3 separate regions of the Ovis aries genome follow, and all the other regions are linked to region 3. Evidence: chromatin contacts called from public Hi-C data. All regions are on one chromosome and are shown on one strand. The core of a region is the stretch at or near the end of the contact, and the rest is flanking DNA. Distances in the headings are between cores, read along the strand shown. Region 1 holds the start of TIA1 (TIA1 cytotoxic granule associated RNA binding protein). Region 2 holds the start of MXD1 (MAX dimerization protein 1). Region 3 holds the start of PCBP1 (poly(rC) binding protein 1).

Region 1 (2,700 bases), core at 14-2,513, 140 kb before region 3:
GCCACAGGAAATTCCTCAATTATACATTTTAAAAATTTGTATTGTTCACCCTTAAAATATTATTATTTGATGTCTTTGAATAAAATCCCAAGAATGTACCACAGATTCTAAATTTAATTTTAAAAATGATTATCTAAAAGTGCTGCAGTCTAAATGAACTACTTCAAAGAAAACATCACATTTTGGGGCATGTACATTTCCCAATGTTTAAAATTTTTTTTACATAATTTAAAATGCAATACAAAATGCATAATGAGTATACTGACGTACATTTTTCTGCCTCCCTGGAAGAGGATAAAAATTTGTATATCTTCTTATTCCTTCAGTTTTAGAATTCTTGGATTGATCTGTATTAAATAACTGTTTCTTAAATATTTTCCAGTGTACATTGATTATACCAAGGAAATTCAAATATAAAGAAAAATTCCTCAAAGATCTGGATATATTCCTGGCTCAAAAATTTGGTTAACACCAAGAAGACAAATTCTTAATGAAACTCTTACCTTTTTTTTTTCCGGCTTCGCCGCGTGACTTGGAGAATACTTAACCAGGAATTAAACCTGATTTTGGCAGTGAAAGCATGGAGTCCTAAATACTGGACTGCTAGGAAATTCCCGGAAACTCTTTTAAGTTAAAAAAAAAATTTTTTTTTTTAAGTGAGATTTTTCCATACAGAAAAAGTAGGAACATCCATTCAACCGTACCAAAATGAAAGAAATCATCTTTTACCTGAAAAGTAACAGATTATACAGACTTTCGGTAAACTCTTATTTTTAAATGACTAAATCTTCCTCACTTGGGAACGAACGTCCGCGTGTACTTGGTTCTAAGGTATTTCAACGGCAAAGATTCTCGTCAGCGCCGCTGGTGTAGTGGTATCATGCAAGATTCCCATTCTTGCGACCCGGGTTCGATTCCCGGGCGGCGCAGGCTGTTTTTGTCCCCGCTTTGCGTAGTTTTTAGAGTCTTTCTTCTTCTAGAAACACAACTTTTCATTTCCATGAAGATTTATATCTTACTATATATCACTGTTGACACATTCGAATCTGAAGGTGCAATTCAAAAATGTTTACTCAAGTCATTAAACAGTTAACCTTTACGCCTGCGCAGTCTGAGACAACCCCCTGGCGTCGATGGAAGCACGGCTGCGCAACAAGTGAATATAAGGACTGAGGTGTAGCCTGGCGGCCAGGAGGTTGAAAGTGCAAAATTCTTCTGCGCCTGCGCGGCCCGGGTCACTTCCCTGGCTGCTCCAAGGCTCCCGGCTCGCCGCCATCTTGTTTTGGGTCTTCATTGTTCGCGCTGGGCCCGGCAGTTTAGTGTAATTGCCGCCGAAGAAGGAGGCGGGGTAACCTCCGGTCAGCCGAGAAACCCGGCTATCCCGCAGCCATAGCCAGTCAAAAGATTTGTGAGGTAGTAAAGGGTAGGGAGCTGGACCTGGAGGCGCCGCCGCGACAGCAGCAGCCATGGAGGACGAAATGCCTAAGACTCTGTGAGTCTGGGGCAGCGATGAGGGGGGCGGGATGGTGATCGTCCCGGAGCGAGCCTTCGGCTCTGCGCCGCTCCCCAGCCTATTGTTCCCCGTGGACGCCGTGCTATCAAGGTTACTCTCTGGCGCTCACCTGGATGTCTAGGGACCGAGACCCAGGCAGTGAGGACGAAATGGAAGATGGGGCTCAGCCTCTAAATTAGTCCATACACCGTAACTGCCCCTACAGCGTGGCCTTTGGCCTCGTCCCGGGCCTTCGGCCTGCAGAAAAGACTTTCATTCAAACCTCTTTTCAGAACTCGGCCAGCCTTTTTGTCCCATGCTTTCTTTCTCTCCCGTATCCCCTCCCCGCTTCTCGATTAACCTATTCTGATTTTTACAGCCGTCTCGCTTTCATTTTACTTTGATTTTCTCCAGATACTCTTCCTTTCATTTTCTTTTCATTGATAAGAATTTTTGTCTTGAAAATCCTTGTACTCATTTTCATGGGTGTGAACTTTATTCTCGCAGTTGCCAACTGGGAAAAAGTCAATTGTTTTTTCTTAAACTTCTCTTTGGCTCTTTTTCTGTGGCAACCCCCCATCCCCGATCAAAAAGCCCCAAATCGGACCCCCTAAGGATTTTGAAACTGCTTTTTAAAAATGGAACTCTCGCCCGGAGATATATATCAACTGAGGGGAAGTGGATTTAATGCTCTTTTATCTTCGCTTGCTACTTTTTTGATTGATATGTCGTTGAAGGAGCGGGGAGTTTTTAATAAAGCAACAATTGATAAGTACCTTAACTAAAATGTTAAGTCACCTCTGTGAATTTTTGTAGTGTTAAGTGGTCTTAGTTTGGGATCATTTCTTTGTAGCGTAGCTTTCCCCCCGCCCCAGGCATTCTCCTTTGTTTTTCGAAGTACTATCCGACGAGGTGATCCTGCCTTTGTTGCTTTTCTCGAAAATAAGAAAAAGCCCAATCAATTTTTGACGTAGCTTTCTTATTTTTATTTTTAGAATACTGGCAATTTGAGAACCCTCTGCATTAAAAAAAATACACTCTTGGGTTTCTTTTTGCAACTCTGATATTATAGTTGTTATGAAATACAATGTAGTCAATTATTTTTTTAGCGCCAAAAAATAGTTTTGTAATCTTTGGGAAATATAGTCACTCTTCTTAATAAATACGTACAATTTTTTTTGCTAGTTTATTTCATGTTAGTGACCTTT
Region 2 (2,700 bases), core at 75-2,574, 150 kb after region 3:
TTTCTCTTCTCTTCTCAGTCCCCTCAACCCAAATAGAAGGGTTTCTTCCAAAGCCTTAGGACTATGTATACATTACTGAATCACGATTGCCGCTTCATTTACGGGGTTAAAACCCAGTATCATCTGCGGCATAACCTAAAAGAGAAAGGAAAATATTTACCAAATTACCTGCTACTGCTGTTATTCTTCTTGGATTTGCTCCTCCGTTTTAAGGCATCTCTGTCCTTGTTATTGTATGGTAACATGGAGGCATAACCATGTTCAGCTTCTAGAAAACCGGAGGATCCAGTTAATGAATGAACACAGAACAGTCAACACTCTCTCCCCTTCACAGTATTTCCTTTTAAAAATGGATTTATTTTTTATTAAAAGAAGACTGTGGAAATAATTAAAAGGAGCAAGGTGGAATTCTTAGAACAATGATTGTTTTCTCAATTGAGTGAATACCCTCAGTTCGGAGCAGGTGTAAGGAGCATTCCAGCTGCTCATTGTTGAGAAAGACACAGCAAGTCTCAAGGAGCCTGGGTTTCCCATTGGCAACGTCCAGCAGGTTGGTGTATATTAAGTGGGACCGGCCTCAGACGAAGGTGCGGGGCCAGACACCGGGAGCCAGAGCCGAGGTCGGAGGATGCGGGGCAAGGGAGGCGCTGCTCCGCCGACTGGGAGACCCGGCGCCAGGCCCACTTGGGGGCGGGCCGGGAAGAGCCGGGTGAGGTAAACCAAGCGCTTGGCTGAGGGGGCCCCGGGCACCCCATTCGCGACGGGGTGCGGAGGGGGAAGCACTCAGGATCCCGGGGGCAGTGGTCCCTTTCCACTCCCATTCATTGACTTTGGGGGCAGCGACGGCCTCCCTTCGGACCGCGCGTGGGGAAAGCTGGAGGGGTTGGGAGCGCTCGCGGGTCGCGCTCTCAGCTCCTCCAACCACCCCCGGAGAGGCTGGGCGCCGGGATCCGCTGCCAGGCCCCTCAGAGCTCCCGGGACTAGCTCGGGCCGGCCCCCTCCCGTCCCCGTGCACCTCTCTCCCGTCGCTCCAGGTAGTCGGCCGCCTCCAGCAGCATCTGGATGTTCATCCGAACCGCCGCCGCCATTCTGCACCGGGGGCCGGAGCCACGGGACCAACCCCCACTGGACACGGGCTCGCCGCCGCCGCCGCCGGACACCCGCGCCCCGCTATGGACCCCGCAGAGCAGGGCTGAGAGAGCCTCTCTGGCGACCACGCTCGCTGGAAGGGGGAGGGGACCGGCGAGCTGGGCACCACCGACACCGTGACAGAACCTACAGAAGAGCAGCAGCCGCCACCGCCGCGGAGTGTTTATCCCCGACTCACCGTCCCCCCGCCCCCAGGCCTTTCTCTTGACAGGCCCACTTCGGCTGCGTTCCTCATTGGGCGCCCCAAAGAATTCCCCGCCCCCGGACCTGTCCGATTGGGGGAAGGCACTACGGCCCCGCCCCTCAGAGTCCGCTCCTCTCCCTGGTTGGTCACGCTTGACAAGGCCCGGGCTCCACCTCCTCTTTCCAATTGGTGACAGGATTCTCAACTCCGCCTCATGCTCCTTCTCTGTTTTCCATTGGTTCTATACCAACAACCGGGCCCCCTTTTGCTTTGTTAGTATTGGCCAAGAGATACAGAAAGCAAGCCACTTTGCCTGTCTCCCATTGGTGGGACCTTCCGACACCGCCCAGCTACGATGACGTCATCTTTCCCCTGGCTAGCGATCCCTGAATGGCTAGTGGTTAGACGCCGGGCTATTCCTACCCCAAACTGGCATTGGATTGCAGGGCTGACCCGGGCACCGAGCCGCGCTGATTCACCGACCCCGCCTCGGACCTGTTGCCGGAACCTGTCTCCGAGGAAAAGTTCCGGGGATCTGCTGGACGCCCCTAGGGTGGAAGCTGGCACCGCGCGTCACCTGGGCGCTCTGCCCTGCTCGGGTTCGGGGCCAGATCTCTGGGTCTGCTGGCTGCGGCCCGGAGGTTCCAGGCTTTCCGGGGCCGAAGGCCCCGCCGACAGCCCGATAGGGCGGTGGGCCTGGGGCTCCGGCGAGCGCCACGTGGCTGTAGAGCTCGGCGGGGGAGACTGTGTTCAGTGCTCGCCACCCAGCGTTTTTTTTTCTCTCCCCAGAAAGCACTGGAATCGCGAGGCTGTATACCCCGCCCTAAGTGCTGGCTAATTACTCCCTCAAGCGAGTGGATTTTAAAAGCTCAGAAACTTCCTGTACCTGCAGATTGACGTTGAATTCTGAGATTTGTTTGACATCTCTTTGAGTCTTCCCTTCCCTTTTATTCTTGAGGAAAACATTCAAAAAGAATACTTCCTATTCAAGACGGCTATAAATGGTGTTAGTGTGTGTGTGTGTGGTACCAATATAAATGTACGTAGAACAGAACAGAACTAAAATTTTTAAGAATTGTTCCTTAAGCTATCTCGAGACCCAAGTTACACTGTTAATACACTGACAGCTCCATTAAAAAAAAACTGAAATAAAACTCTTGGTAAATTGAGACTCCTGAATATAGAAATGAGTAAAGCATGAACATATTTAACAAAGCTTTTAAACAGTTTATTGTTGCCAATATGTGAAAACAATAGCTTGTCAGGTAATTTACCTACATTATTGCTAATCCTCAAAATAACCCCACTAGATAGGTTAATTATCTACGTTTTGCACTTAAGGAAACTGATGCCCAGAGAAGCTAAAT
Region 3 (2,700 bases), core at 68-2,567:
TCTCAGAAGAAAGCCTGGCATTGATTAGATATTGGGCCAGACTAATACTGGCAGCAGAACCAGTGATAGTAACCTGCCTACCAGAAGAGCCTTCCACTGGGTTGGCAATTTTGATCTGGGCCCCGGACATCTGGCGGATCTCATTAATGTTGGCGCCTTGGCGCCCGATTATGCAGCCAATTAAGTTATTTGGAATGGTGAGTTCATGGGTGGTTTGAGTAGATGCATCCAAACTTGCCCAATAGCCTTTCACCTCTGGAGAGCTGGAGTCAATTCCGGCGAATCCGGTCCCGCCGTGCATCATGGCAAAGTGAGACTGTTGTCTTGCCACCTGGTTCAGCTTGGCCAGATCGAGCGGAGAAATGGTGTGTTGTCCTTGAATCGAGTAGGCATCTAGAGGTGGTCCCTCCAGGTCATGAGTGGCGTGGGGGTAGCCCGCAGCGTCGCTGCACCGATCTTGGCCGCCCGCGCAGATGACTGGAGAGCTGGCCGGCATGGGCTGGTACGGAATGGTCATGACTCTCCCTTGCGGAGACTGGGAGAGCGTCTCCAGCATGACCAGGCAGATCTGCTTGACACACTCGGTGACAGACTGCGGCACGCCAGCAATGGTGATGGCCCGCTCGGTGGAGTTGGGCAGCATATCCCCCGCCACCTGGACCTGGGCCCCGGTACTCTCGCGGATCTCTTTGATCTTACACCCGCCTTTCCCAATCAGGGAGCCGCACTGGGTGGCCGGCACCACCAGCCTCAGGGTGACCGGGGGCCTGCTGGCCGCCGTGCTGTTGGTCATGGAGCTGTTGATATCTTCTTCCAGCTTGTCGATGATCATAGCGAAGGCCTTAAAGATGGCATTGGTGGGGCCGGTCAGAGTGATGATTCTCTCCGGGCAATTCCCCTCCGAGATGTTGATCCGCGCGCCACTCTCCTCGCGGATCCTCTTAACCGACTCCCCTTTCTTCCCAATGATGCTTCCTACTTCCTTTCCGTGCATAAGCAGCCGAATGGTGAGAGTCACATTTAGTCCACTTTCAGTCACACCGGCATCCATGGCGAGCGGCGGGCGGCGTTCGGGGGAGTTGGGCTCGTTACGTGGTCAAGTCTTTGGTGGCTGGCGGGGGGAGGGGAGGTGTAGGCCCAAAACTGCCGGCGCGAGGCGAGCGAGGGCCGCGGGAGCGAGCGGGCGCGGGCGGGAGGCCGCGGCGTCGTCGCAGGGGCGGGCGGCGGCGGCGGAGGGGGCGAGCGGGGCCGGGAGCGGCGGGCGGGCGGGTGGGCGAGGGCGCGGCGGTGGCGACTCCGGCGGCAGCCTCGGCGGTCTGGGCGGGGCGGGAAGCCCGCTTTCAACCCCGCGTACCCTCTGACCCCGGAAGTGCTTGCTGCGCAGGACCCCTTGAAAAAAAAATGAGGACCCATCCTTTTTAGGTCACAAGATTGCGCCAACCCCAATAGAGTAGTTTTTCAAAAACTCTCTAAATAGGCTAGCATTGAAAATAAAGCACCGCTGGGCAGAAGCTGTGGTTCCGGCAAAATTTTAAGACGAACACGTATTTTATTAACCCCAGAAGGCGCCGGCAGACGTTTGGAAATGGCAGTGTTGTGCTTGGGAGCGACACATTATTTCCCGCCGTACAAAAGCGGTTTGAGTGAGGAGCGACACGGGCAGCCCTAGCCGTAACTGCAGGCGGCTGCTAGGACGCCGCGGGTTTAAAACGTGCGCGTGAGGAGATCAGAGCGCATGCGCAAGGGTGTGGGGAGGACGGGAGGGGCAGCCGCGGTCTTCCGGGGGGGAGGGGAGGCGAGACGAAGCCTGTGGGGCGGGCGCCCGCTTGGACGGGCACGTGGGGCCCCTTCGTCCTCAGCGTCCGGGCGCCCCGCACCAGTCCCCACCCCCGCCCCGGCCCTGTGGCGGCAGCCGGTGGGGAGAAAGACTAAAATCATCCCGCGCCGCTGCCATCAGAGTCGCGGCTGTGCTGATGGTTTCTGGGAAGTGCTAGAAACGGGGCCATAAAGAGAATGGCGTCCATTTACATAATGCTTTGTCTGCATTTTGCAACTCTTCGTTAAGCCCGCAGAAACCCCACCTCCTACGCTGGTGTCGTTTTAGTCGCTGCCGCCTCGTCACACGTTTAAGACAATGGCGTGCATTTATCCGGGCTCTTGGGGGGGTTCCTGCGGTTTCCCCCGCGAGGGTTACGCTCCCGCTGCTGCTTTTCGGCACCTTCCCTGCTCAGCGCAGCCATCGCGCCCGCGCTGTCCGGGGGCGGCCCCCAGCTGGGCCCGCCATCTTGGAGGACCTTTCCTGAGGGTGTGGAGCCGAGCGGCCCGCCCGCTAATAAAAGGTCGCTGGGGCCGTTGGTGCGCCAGTTGTGATTTCTGCCGGTTCCCTTTTCCTTCGGTTGAGCCTGACAGAACAGGCCGAGTGCGCTGTGTGCTTTAGGATCCCTTAGGGAAAGCGGCTAACGTGGCGGTCCCTCAGTCCCCCGCCCCCTTCCCCGCGGGGGTGGCCGCCATATTTGCTGAACACAAAATGGCGACACGTGTCCTGGATTCGTCGCCAACGAGAAATTGGGGTCGCCCTGAAAACTTTAGAATGCGCCCCTCTCCCACCCCACCCACGGTATGGGGCCTTCTCCGCGCAACGAGTGCTGTGACCAGAGTAGGTTGAAACCGCGTAGCCTGGTCCCAACCTCAGCGGGGAAT

The links. Hi-C and Micro-C count contacts between places; a contact is called where the count stands out from the background.
Region 1: a Hi-C map of liver shows a contact between it and region 3, with 3 times the contacts expected there. The contact joins the promoter of TIA1 here to the promoter of PCBP1 in region 3. A contact is called at or near these places in 3 of 16 Hi-C or Micro-C datasets (hypothalamus, liver and tail adipose tissue).
Region 2: a Hi-C map of tail adipose tissue shows a contact between it and region 3, with 4 times the contacts expected there. The contact joins the promoter of MXD1 here to the promoter of PCBP1 in region 3. A contact is called at or near these places in 15 of 16 Hi-C or Micro-C datasets (blood, hypothalamus, liver and 7 more).

Annotation. Positions count from the first base shown.
Region 1 is chr3:38,174,073-38,176,772 of ARS-UI_Ramb_v3.0, forward strand. TIA1 (TIA1 cytotoxic granule associated RNA binding protein) reads left to right here and starts at 1,264. Exons shown (of 12, transcript XM_060411993.1): 1 at 1,264-1,492. The coding sequence starts at 1,467. TRNAG-CCC (transfer RNA glycine (anticodon CCC)) reads left to right here and starts at 859; the gene lies at 859-929. It also overlaps the pseudogene LOC132659524.
Region 2 is chr3:38,461,706-38,464,405 of ARS-UI_Ramb_v3.0, forward strand. It overlaps MXD1 (MAX dimerization protein 1), which reads right to left and starts at 1,325. Exons shown (of 6, transcript XM_004005810.6): 1 at 1,016-1,325; 2 at 169-268. The coding sequence starts at 1,088.
Region 3 is chr3:38,312,112-38,314,811 of ARS-UI_Ramb_v3.0, forward strand. PCBP1 (poly(rC) binding protein 1) reads right to left here and starts at 1,318. Exons shown (of 1, transcript XM_004005809.5): 1 at 1-1,318. The coding sequence starts at 1,051. LOC105610458 (a long non-coding RNA gene) reads left to right here and starts at 1,803. Exons shown (of 7, transcript XR_003588681.3): 1 at 1,803-2,339.